Regions from separate parts of the Sus scrofa genome. Here region 1 is linked to region 2. Evidence: chromatin contacts called from public HiChIP or PLAC-seq data. All regions are on one chromosome and are shown on one strand. Each heading gives the region's core, a stretch centred on a gene start, on an enhancer-like site or on the middle of the called end of the contact. The rest is flanking DNA. Distances are from core to core; before and after follow the strand shown.

Region 1 (5,677 bases), core at 953-3,452, 250 kb after region 2:
GCACAAATAACAAGTGCTGAAGAGGGTGTGGAGAAAAGGGAACCCTCCATGCTGTTGGTGGGAATGTAAATTGGTATGACAACTATGGAGAACAGTATGGAGGTTCCTCAGGAAACTGAATATGGAGCTACCATATGAGCGAGTGATCCCACTCCTGGACATATATCAGGACAAAACTATAATTCCTAAAGATACATGCACCCCTAGGTTCACAGCAGCACTATTCACAATAGCCAAGACATAGAAACAACCTAAATGTCCATCGACAGATGAATGGATTAAGATGTGATATACATACACAATGGAATACTACTCAGCCATAAAAATACCAACATAATGCCACTTGCAACAACATGGATGGAACTAGAGACTCTCATACTAAGTGAAGGAAGAGAAGACCTGTTTTGTGTGTGTGAATCTTTTTAGGGCCGTACCTGCAGCATATGGGAGTTCCCAGGCCAGGGGTCCTATCGGAGCTGCATCTGCTGGCCAACGCCACGGCCACAGGAACACCAAATCCAAGCCAGCAACACTGAATCCTTAACCCACTGAGCGAAGCCAGGGATGGAACCTGCATCCTCATGGATCCTAGTCAGGTTCATTATCACTGAGCCACAATGGGAACTCCCATGGGAAGTCCTTTTTGATGTGTCTTGGAGGACCAAAGACCTTGGAAGCCTGGGGAAGAGATGGTTTCGAGAAGAGAGAGGGAAGGTGGTGAGGTTGACGAAATCTTAACCCATTTTGCAATTTTTGTCCTGGATTGAGCACCTCCCTTGGCTTGGTTTCAGGGGAAGGAGTAATAATTCGTGTGTAACTATGGCTGGAGGTGTGACAGTCACATCCCCTTGGCCTACCTCAGAATTCACCTGCAGAGGTTTTCTAAAGAACCACGAGAGAAGTCAGAAGATGTAGGAGCTGATGCCCTGCCGACAGGATTGGGGGTCAATTCTCAGGCGTGTTCTACGTGATCTCCCAGAGGGCCTCCAGGGGGACTGACTGGGCCCCACTGCCCACAGCAGTAACCTATCCATTCCTGGACCTTGTCCTGCTGAACTTGCAGCGTGCTTCTTGGATCGCCTCTGGGAAAAACTATTCACAGCTCTTGTTTCCGATATTGCTTTGGGAGGAATACAAACTACATAATGAATTTTTCCGTGTTATTCCTAAGACCGATGGGGGAGAAAATGAAGTCCACTGGCTCTCAAAAGCTGCCCACAGACCTAGGATTTATAAACCAGCATCAAAATTTAAAACATCCATACATTCTGACCCAGTAATTCTACTTCAAGAAGTTGACCTTAAGAAAACTAACAGGCTAGGTGCAAAAAATGTAGGTAGAAGGATGTCTGTCGCCATGTAGAAGAGTAAAAAATTGTAAAGAAATTTAAATTTCCAGCAACACCAAATTGGCTAATAAATTATAGTAATCCTATGTTGCCCTTAGAAATAATAATACAGAGTTTTCTCTATCTTTCCAGGTCTGTGGTGAGTTAAGTGAAAATGCAGGCGACAAACATCATATGCACCATAATTTTTGTAACTAGTACACCCCTAGGTGTGGGCATAATTTGGAAGAATGATAACAAAATGTTAACAGTGGTCCGTTATTTTGGGGTGGAAAGATGGGGAGGGTGTAGATCAGATTGTGTTCAGTTCCTTCTTTTCATCTTTTTGAATTAAAAAAAGAAATTACACTTTTTTAAAAGGTTAGTACAACCTTTACAACTTCTTTAAAAATTGTAAAAAGAAGTCAGGGGCCTCAGCCACGTAGAACTGAATTCCACAGCCAACACGCCTGTCCTCCCAACAGGAGCTACTGGTCTCACCAGCTAGGGCGCTGGAACAGACCCACAGAAGGGAACCGTCCCACCCAGCCCGGGCCAACACTGGGCAGCGGCTGTTCTAAGCGAGTCAGCAGATCTGGCTGCTAACTGGCAGCCAGGGGAGAGCCCCGCGCATCACGTGTCCTGCCTGTGTGGCCCCGTCTGACTCAGAAGAAAAGCGCGCGGCCCTGCATCCAGGTTTGGGGGTCGCATGTCGAGCTCGGTCGCGCGCCCTCTCCCTGCAGATCCCCCCCATACCCGCCCGCCTGGACCCCCAGCTGGCACTCAGTAGGTCACTTTCCCATGTGCTGCACGTTCAAGAGTTCGCTATTCCCACGGGAAGAGCTCGTTGCCATGGCGATGAGAGCCTTCCCACCCCGGGACCCGCCCAGGAGGCCGAATCCTTCCCCGCCCGGCCTCCTGACCAGCCCCGCCAGGTGGAGAGGGTTGCAGGCTCCAGATTCTTAAGGGCTGGGGTCAGTAATGAAGGACCCAGGTCAGAGGGAAGGGAAGGGAGGTTTTTATTACAAGCCTTCTGGCCACTCTGCCCTTTGCTCCCCGCACCAGAGGCAAATGTCCTATCTGATTCTGGGGCATTTGGGTGGAGACGTCGGCCGCTTTCCCTCTCAGCGTCTTCCAAGAACGCCAGGGCATCTGTTAAAGTTTCTGGAATGCAGCACACTGGAATGAAGCTTTAACCCAGCAGCCCCGAACTAAAAGTCCGTGAGGGGTCGGGGTAGGAGGAGGGGGTATCGACCTGTTCGCGCCCCCACCCCCCCCCACCCCGCCTCGGGTGGGTAGCAGGGAGGAGGGGCTTCCTGTGTCGCACTGTAGCACTGTGTGGGCCAGGGCGATCAAGGGCGGAGTCGGTGGAAAAGGAGGGGGATGTTTGGGGGCGGGATGGGGCGGGGGGGGGGGGGGGGGGAATGTCTGAAGCTCGGCCACACCCAGCGGGAGGCGGTGCTCGAGACCTAGACCGAGGGAGGTGGGGAAGAGGGAGGGAGGTCACTGGCGCCTGCTCACTGGGGCCCCGCCCCACCACCCTGGCCACGCCCACTCCCCCAATTTCCCGGGGCTCCCCGGGTGCAGGAGGAGGAACCAAGTCTCCCGTTACTCACCACAGGTGGCTGCACAGGGGAAAGCTCCAAGCATATCACTGACTGGCTTGGAAAGTCTTTCATCTCTGCAACAGCAGCAGCAGCAACAGCTCTTGGATTAACTGTGTCTCCTGACTTTTGCGCCTCCAGCCATCACCACGCTGCAGATCCCTGGATGCCTGCTGGCTCCTATCGAGGGGTACCCCCTTTCCCTCGCCTTCTTCCCTCCTCCTGCTGCCTCCCCCGTGCCTTAAGCCTGGGGGACGAGGGATCACAATGAACCTTAGATTTTCCCAAGAGTTTTTTTTCTCCAGGCTCTCTGTGTACCCTCTCCCCGCACCCCACATCTTGTATTTTCCTTCACCTACCCTCTCCCTCACTTTAGGTCTATATATACCCACAGGCCTCTCCCCTCCCCTTCCATCACCAGGCCAGTGAGTCAGCTCACCCAAGAGGCAAGTGCCAGCGCAGTGGGACAGCTGCCCACTGGGCCCAGAAGAGAAAGGTTTCAGGGGCAGCAGGCCTCGTGCAAATAGTGCTTTTGACAACTCCAGGCATCGAGTTTCACGAGTAAGCCAAATGTAGAAAGGATTAGCTGTTTCGCCCAATAAGCCCACATCTGTAGTTACATTCTAACAGGGATAAAATTACCCTGGTTATTAATCCTTCTGCTTTAGGGAATAAGCTGATCACCAGGCAGGGTCAGGAACAAAACCCTGCCTCCGCTCCTGCCAGCCTCCCCTCACCCCCATCCTTACCTGCTCCACCTCTTACGGTGTATGGTTTCCCATTTCAGTCTGGACACCAAGTTCAAGGCCACCACCTGAGGTGCCTCTGAGATGGGACAGCTGCCGTCTGTGGTAGGGGGGACATCCATTCAGTCACATAAGTATGCATGCAGAATCTACTGGGAGCAAGACGTCATGGGTCTCCACTGCGGCAGAACCAAAGATGATTCTTGCACCGCCCCTGTCTTTTTCAAGCCCAGAAAAAGCTGAAGTGGTTGGTCAGAAACTGTATGTGGTTTCTGGGACTTCCTGCCCTGAGGCGCCCCAGGTGTATCCGATGGCCTCGGGGACTGCAGTTGGGGTGTGGGCAGTATTTCCTAGCCTGCTGCCAGGGAGCAATGGAGCCATTTCCTCGAGCATCCATGGGTGTGACCTCTCCCTCCAGGACCAGCAGGAGAGGCGAGCTGTGTTTCCTTCTCTGGTCTGTTCTATTTATTTATTTATTTAGTCTTTTTACCTTTTCTAGGGCTGCTTCCCGCGGTATATGGAGGTTCCCAGGCTAGGGGTCTAATTGGAGCTGAAGCCACTGGCTTACGCCAGAGCCACAGCAACACGGGATCCGAGTCGCATCTGCAACCTACACCACAGGTCACAGCAGCACCGGATCCTTAACCCACTGAGCAAGGCCAGGGATTGAACCCAAAACCTCATGGTTCCTAGTTGGATTTGTTAAACAACCCTGGTCAGTTCTCTTTAGATCTCATATCTGCAGGCACTAGACACTTCCAGATTTTCCCTGGGTGGGACTGACAGGAGAGAAGTAGGTTGAGAGCCAGGGTGATCAACAGGCCTGAAACTGCAACACACAAAAAAGTGACATCCCTAAGGGGCCATGTTCCCCAGTCACTTCAGCCCTTGACCAAGTACCTGCTGACTGACCAAGTGACCCAGCACTCAAACTGGGACCTCTGAATAATGAAGAGGTGTCATCCATGAAAAGACAGGTGCTGGGCATTGCTGATGATTAGAGAAATGCAAATCAAAACTATAATCAGATACCACCTCACACTGATCAAAATGGCCATAATTAAAATAAAAAGTCTACAGGGGTTCTCTTGTGGCACAGTAAGTTAAGGATCCGGAGTTGTCACTGCAGTGGCTTGGGTTGCTGCTGTGGCACAGGTTTCGTCCCTGGCTTGGGAATTTCCACATGCTGAAGGTACAGACAAAAAAAAAAGAAAAAGTCTCTACAAATAGCAAGTGCTGGAGAGGGTGTGGAGACAAGGGATCCCACCTACACTGTTGGAAAGAATGTAAATTGGTGCAGCTACTATGAAGAACAGCATGGAAGTTCCTCAAAAAAAAAAAAGGGGAGTTCCCGTCGTGGTTCAGCAGAAATGAATCCGCTCATGGACTAGCTTCCATGAGGATGCAGGTTCAATACCTGGCCTTGCTCGGTGGGTTAAGGATCCAGGCTTGCAGTGAGCTGTGGTATAGATTGCAGATGTGGCTCAGATCTGGTGTTGCTGTGGCTGTGGCGTAGGCCAGTGGCTACAGCTCCAATTTGACCCCTAGCCTGGGAGCGTCCATATGCCACGAGTACAACCCTAAAAAGACAAAAAACAAAAACAGAAACAAAAAAACTAAAAATGGAGTTGACGTAAGATCCACCAATCCCACTCCTGGGTATATATCCTGACAAAACCGTAACTTGAAAAGATACATGCACCCCAATGTTCATAGCAGCACTATTCACAATAGCCAAAACATGGAAACAACCTAAATATCCACCAATAGATGAATGGATGATAAATATATGGTACATATACACGGTGGAATACTACTGAGCCATAAAAAAGAATGAAATAATGCCATTTGCATCAACATGGACGGATTTAGAGATTATCACATTAAGTGAAGTCAAAGAAAAGCAAATGTCATATGATACCACTTATATGTGAAATCTAATAAAAATGATACAAAAGAGCTTATTTATAAAACAGATACAAATGCAGATTTCAAAATT
Region 2 (6,420 bases), core at 2,479-4,978:
GGATACTAGTCAAGATTCTTAACCTGCTGAGCCATAATGGGAATTCCCAACAGAACTTTTAAATTAAAAGCATTGCTTTTATTTACCTACCGAGCATCTACTATGTGACTAGATATTCTGCTAGGTGCTGAGGGCACAGAAATGAACAAGCAAAAAGAAAAAAAAAGAGGTATCTGTCTACAAGGCTTTGAATAGTCTGGCCCAAAATAACTCAACTAGTAACCACTCAAGTAAGGAAGATGACTTCTACTTGGCTTCCCCCTTCACTTGTCTCTGATTTCAAAGTGAGGATGAACATTGAGGAAAGCCTAGTGGGGAGATACAGGAACTGGCATCTCAGAAAGAGAAATGGCATGTGTGATGCTTCATAAGTTTAAACGTGAAATGTGTACAAGAGTTAGAAAGTCTTTTTTCCTTTCTGACTGGAAATTAGGGTAGCTGTAAAAAAGTTGTGTGTGCGTTGAGGGAGCAGGGAGATGCTGGCAAAGGATAAAGTTTATAAGCTGATACAGGTGGAAATCCAAGAACATTACATAGCTCTTAAGAAGGGAGGGAAAAATCACCACTTGAACCAAGCAAAGCAATAGCATCAGGGTTCTCACATGTGCAAGTTCGATTAATATGGTATTGAGGAAAGCCAGGACTGCCGGTATGTAAAATGATAATTAGAGTGATGATTCTAGGAGTTCCTGCTGTAGCACAGCAGGCTACGGATCAGGCATGGCCACAGCTGCGGCTCAGATTTGATCCCTGGCCCAGGAACTTCCATATGCTGCAGGTGAGGCCAAAAAAGAAAAAAAAAAAAAAAGATGATTCTGGTTTTGGCATTGGAGAATAGATATACAGACATAACGTATAGCAAAGAATATTTACAGTCACATCTCATGCAGCAATAATTAATGCATTCACGTCTCAAAATGCCAAAGCAAACGTGAGAGAAAATGTTCATCTATATTCAGGATTAAACTTTCTAATTTTAAATCACCAGACTTCAGCTATAAATTTATTTCAGTTGAAAGGTTGGAAAAGATTATTAATGAATCTTCTAAAATTGTGAAGAATGTTTAAAAGATTAACATCGTATAAAAAAAGTCCCACCATAGGTATGGCAAAAATTACAGGCATACATTTATTGAGCACCTACTATGTGACAGCACTATGCTGGGTGATGTACTGTTATTTCTAATACTCTGTATGCTACGTTTCACTTTCCACAATTTCCCTACCAACTTCTACAGTACAATTTGAAATACAGCTCAAGTCATTCATTCCAGAGACGGTCTCAAAGACATTTCCTCATTTGAAGGTGGGGAGGAGTGGAAAGCCAAGTCCTGCTCGATACTGAAAACTTGATTTTCTCGGTACTTGATGGTGTTATCTACGTTTCAGAAATCCCTTAAACTTGCCCCAAGTCAGAGACCTGACTTGATAAGACCGCAATCAATCCATCGGTCTCCAAGACAACGTCTCCCAGTCTGTTTCTTGCTGCAAGGTCTTCTACAGCGACAGTTGCCTATCCAGGTAGTAAGTCGTGGCCTGTTTATACCTTAACTCTACGTTTAGACGCCTCCGATCCGGCCCTTCTACTCATGGAGGTGGGGGCGGAGAGAGGAGGACTGGGGCCGGCTGGCGGCAGGGTGGGGGAAGCCGAGGTGACAGCAGGTGAGCGCGCCCAGCGAGGAGGAGGAAGTGAGACAGGCCGGCGTGGGGATTACTCATTCCGCTTTACCGCCGAGGTGACTCGCAAGCGGAACTTCTCGCCCCTCTTTCGGTCCAGCTGAACTTCTATTTAATTGAAGTCACTTCCCATCCCAGTTAGCGCAGGGAAAAACCGTGCATCGGAGGAGGAGGGGGGGACCAGAAGTCCGGGGCTCAGGTAGCCTCTCCCGGGGGGTAGCCTCTCGCTGCTCCGCGAACCTGCCTCCTTCTGATTCCGGAGAATCCCTGGGCGGCCCCGGGGTACGTGAGCCCCACCGGAGGAAGAGGGAGGACAGGTCACTGCGGCCATTCCGAAGGGCAGTCCCCAGGGCGCAGGATCCCGAGAATCAGCCAGAACCAAACATGCCCCTGGCGGCCGCGGCGGGTGTGGCCAGTCCAGAGCCTCCTCCTTTACCTTTCTCCCTCCGACGGCCAGTCGCCCTTCGTACCACGTCCGTATCGCTTCCCAGCGCCCCCGCCCCCCGCCCGCGACACCTGGGGGAACTTTTCTCTTGCCACTCGGTTCAAACTCAGCTGCTCCTCCAGCTGCCGCAAACCGTCCACTCCCTAGCAACAAGGTTCCGGCCGTAGAGCGAGCGGCTCTAGGTGTAAGGAAGGTGATGTCGTAAAGCCGCGAGTGTCGTAAACCAGGTGCGGTGGGGAGGGGGGAGGGGTGGAGGCGGAGGGGTTGGGGGGGAAGGGGGAGGGAGGGGGAGGTGGTGACTCGAGCATTTAGACACAAGCGAGAGGATCATGGCGGATGGCCCCAGGTGTAAGCGCAGAAAGCAGGCGAACCCGCGGCGCAATAACGGTGAGTGGCGGAGGGGACCGGGGAGCAGCGGAGTCAGGGGGAGCCGGGCGGCCGGGGCGCCCCCGGGGGCGAGGGGGGCGAGCCGGGCTGGGGGTGGCCGGGCAGGGACGGGCCAAGTGGAGTGGGAAAGTAGAAAGTAGTGCTCTCTGCCCCCCTCCGCGGCCGCCGCCGCCGGAGCCGCGCCGCGGCCGCTCGCTCTCCCTGAACCGTTATGTCTCTTACCTGGTCTCTCCGCCTAGCGGCTCCTGCCGCCCCTGCCGCCTCCCTGGACCGTTAGCCGCCGCCGCTGCCGCATCTCCGGCGCAGGGCGGGCGGCCGGGACGCGGCCGCCACTTTTCTGGGCTCGGGGGGAGCGGCTGTTGCTTCTTTTCACACTTTTCCCCACTCCTGTGCCCCTCGGCGCCGCCGGCGTTGCGTCCCCGCGGCGCCGAGGCCCCGGGAACCAAGGAACTAACTTGTGCCGGCGCTGCCCGGGCGGAGTGGCTTCCGCGGCCCCGGCTGGCGCGGTCGCTCGGGCCCCACGGCTCGGCCGGGCGGGCAGGCGGGCGGCGGCGGGACGCGGCGGCCGCGGGCTGCGTGTCGCCCGTGCGCGCGTGTGCGCGGGCGGCGCGGAGCGCGCAGCGGGCGGACCCGGCAGGGCCGGCGGCGGTAAAGTTGGGACGGGCCGGCGAGGCGCGCTCGGCGCGGGACAGGGTTTCGCGGCGCGGAGTCGCGGGTCCCTAAGCGCCCCTCCTCCCGGGGCGCCCCCCGCCGCCGCCGCGCCCCAAGTGGGTCCGCGTACCGCTGGGCGCCGGCGGGGGCGCGGGCGGGCCCCGAGCAGCGGCCGTGGGAGCCGCGGGGGGCAGCGGGTTGGCAGAGTTGTTACCTGGTCCCAGGGACCGGGAAGCACCACAGACAGATCCCCTCCCGGGAGGACGCCACCTCCGTGCCGGGACGGGGTGCAGTGCGTGTGTCTCCGGGGTTCTCTTTCGGTTTGGGGGAAGTTGTTACCTGGCCCGGACGCGCGGAGCGCTGAAGCCGGATAATGGAGCTCAGAGGGCTCTGGGTCTCGGGTGGAAGGAGGGTGGGGGAGGGGGCGGACGGACTGACGGACGCGGGGCGCTGCTGCCCGCGCTGCAGCCGCAGTGTTTATTGATTAGTGCTGATGTGCCCGGACGCACTCCCCTCTGCCTGGCGTGAGAGTTTAAATAATATTATTATTATTAATAATAGCGAAAGAGAGCGAGACCCGAACATGTGGCGGTGGTGGTTGCACAGTCGCCTTTTCCAGTTTGGGGAGACGGTGTAAGTTGGTTGCCTATCTGCTTATCTCGAGGCGATGCTGTGCCCGCTGGCTCCGCAGCGAAATGTCTGCTGCTTGTTATTGTCTGGACAGTTCCTGTAGCGAGAGGGCCGCGACTTGTGCGCCGCCCGGTACCTGTTTGGAGAATAATGGGCGGCAACGGCCCTGCCGCCGGCTGCGGCCCGAGTCTATATAAGGAATTGGACGGACATTGCGGACTGAGGGGCTCCTTTGGACTCCTACGTTATTTTTAAAAGGAGTTTTTGCCAGTAGGAAAATAAAGGCGCCTGTAAGGGGCTAGCGGGGTCCTCCAGAAAATGAGGAAATACGGGTTTAAGTCAAAACTCTCTGGCGCTCGCCCCACCCCCATGCCCGGGCTCCCTTTCTCCCTCCCCTCCGGGATGCGAAACGCGAGGTTTTGTAACCTTTGCTGGCAATTTTAGATTTTGTGTGGGATTTCCTGTCTAGGAGCAGATAGGAAGGTTTAAAGCTGTTTCAAAGATGTTTCCTTCCGATCGTAAACGTATTTTGAATATATCCGAGCCGACATTAAAATCACTGCTTTCATGAAGGATTTTAGTTAGGCAAACACACATTTGCATTTTGAAGACGTCTGTTAGTTGTGATTGATAACTAATATTTGGTATCCTCATTGTGGAGAGATTACTTGTAACGACCAGGAGCGGAGCATAAGCTATTGCAATTTTAATTTCCTGTTTTAGCGTCAAATAGTGTGTGTGCAGTATTGAGCTGTTGGCTGCTGTTGCTGATGTGGCTTTATGAAAGGTAAGTTGGTTTGGAAAGGGCCGTTCGCGTTTTACCTTATTTAAAATGTTCGTCGCCAGAGAAAGGGGCTTTTCTTGTTGCTGACGACATGTGTGTGACATGTGAGTCTGAACCACCCAGCGTCTGTGCAGCTGCTGTAAACATGTTTACCTGAGCAGGAAAGAATGGATTTTTCTCCTAAAGATCGTGTGATAGGAATATTGCACTCATAAGGCATATCAACAGATGACTTAAGGGGGAAAATAGCGATCCGGAAAGGTACTTGAAATCAACAGGAAAAAGAGCTACTGGATCGCTGCAGCAAATGGCAACTTGTGCAGGTAGAAAAAAGATGGTGTTTAGTTTTCTCCTGCATGTATGTCAGCCCCCTCTTGTCTTGCTGCTTTCATTCTCAAGGGAGGGATTTATTTACCACGCTTGCTGTCAGTGTTTTTCCTTTGTGTTTAATATTAGAAAAACAGATTTGGGGCTGTTTAGCACAAAATGTCTTGTCTGCAGTGTGCATTACTCTGAGAAAACAAAAGGTGTTTGAGACAGCACTGTGCTACTACAGGTATCTTCCATTTTCATCACTTTTGGCTCTGTCCTTGTATTTCTTTTTGTTCTCAGATGCATCTCATCCGTTGCTGATGTTTACAGCCACCGTATTTGATTAAACGTAGGACTGGTTTAAAAATGAAGTTATATGCCATTGTGTTGTGAAACCTTAGGATAGATGCTGGTTAATATTTCTTAGCAACGCAATCATATTTAAGTTGCAGTTGTTTATTGGAGAGAATTGCTTGAGAAAATGTTAACTCTTAAATCTTTAATGAAGAAATAAAAGATGCATACAGTGGGAGGTGGTCGTAAAGATACTCTGCTATAATTTATATGTAAATATTTTTTTTGTTCATTTTAAAAGGAGGCATTGCAGGTTTTCTGCTAAGCCTCCAGTAAAACATTTTAATTTCCTTTCTGGAATATATCTGAGGGTAGGATATTAATGGGAGCATCAGGTAATGTAACTTGACAGGGGTAAACCAATAGAGCAAGGTTTGGCCAGAGCATCAGACCTTATGTAGTAACTTTATGGTAATGATGTTAGTCATCTCTAAAGGAGGGGCATTAGAATGGCTTAAAATGATTTTTTTTTAACCATTTATAATGTAATGCTTTGTTGTATTTTAAAAATATGTCTTATTTTTCCACTTCTACTCTTTGTGTGGTTATTTATGTTTTCTGAGAAAGGTACTATAGCTACTCATGATCACGTACTGATTAATTCACTCTTGATGGAATACTAGATACATACCTTCTGTCATTTGCATTTCTACTTGCTGTCTTTGAAATCCACCGGTAGAGGATGCTAACAAAAATGATTATTGGTGTGGAATACCAGAAATCTGTCTGTCTGCTGTTGATTTGGGACTCTGCTTTGATAGGGACCTTTGGTATAGTTCTGAGGCTTAGCGTTATTTAAAACTAGCTCTGGGTAAATGAGGCATAAGCATTTTCTAGTCCACTGGTACTGGAAAGTAGGTTTGTTTTAGTTTCAACGGTTTTATAAATTTTTAAATCTTTTTAAATCTTGAAACTGAGATTGCATCAGTTTAGTCTTGCTTTAGACCAGCTGCATTACTGCTTGTTAAAAGAAAGTTTTGTTTTATGTTATTAGCTTTAGAGAAGAATATGTAATAATTTGTCCATATTTTATTTTGCATACTTCCTATATTTTTTAACCTCCTTTTTTATTCATGATATGACCCCTGGAAATACGTATTTAGGCATTAAAAAATAATTGTTTTAATATGGTAGGAAAAATGGAAATTGGTAATACTGTGTAATTATTTTTTTTTTCATA

Evidence for each region. HiChIP or PLAC-seq counts read pairs in DNA pulled down with a chosen protein or histone mark.
Region 1: a contact with region 2 is called in an H3K27ac HiChIP or PLAC-seq map of skeletal muscle. The contact joins the enhancer-like site here to the promoter of ZNF438 in region 2. A contact is called at or near these places in 1 of 5 promoter capture datasets (fetal liver), 6 of 47 Hi-C or Micro-C datasets (embryonic fibroblasts, heart right ventricle, liver and 2 more) and 1 of 2 datasets of contacts at active chromatin or transcription factors (skeletal muscle).

The regions. Positions count from the first base shown.
Region 1 is chr10:42,258,274-42,263,950 of Sscrofa11.1, forward strand. LOC102164518 (a long non-coding RNA gene) reads right to left here. Exons shown (of 6, transcript XR_305912.3): 4 at 3,682-3,778; 5 at 2,945-3,179; 6 at 561-678. Among named protein-coding and RNA genes, the nearest start is that of ZNF438, 250 kb to the left of the region's middle. Within about 2 kb of position 2,203, at least 69 of the 83 cell types and tissues checked have an H3K27ac peak or open chromatin away from gene starts, as enhancers often do. A contact at or near this core is called in embryonic fibroblasts, fetal liver, skeletal muscle and 1 more, where this site is marked.
Region 2 is chr10:42,010,663-42,017,082 of Sscrofa11.1, forward strand. ZNF438 (zinc finger protein 438) reads right to left here and starts at 3,729. Exons shown (of 19, transcript XM_021064197.1): 1 at 3,500-3,729. ZEB1 (zinc finger E-box-binding homeobox 1) reads left to right here and starts at 2,452. Exons shown (of 11, transcript XM_021064196.1): 1 at 2,452-2,509. The coding sequence starts at 2,452. It overlaps LOC110255584 (a long non-coding RNA gene), which reads left to right and starts at 3,818. Exons shown (of 5, transcript XR_002336134.1): 1 at 3,818-4,577.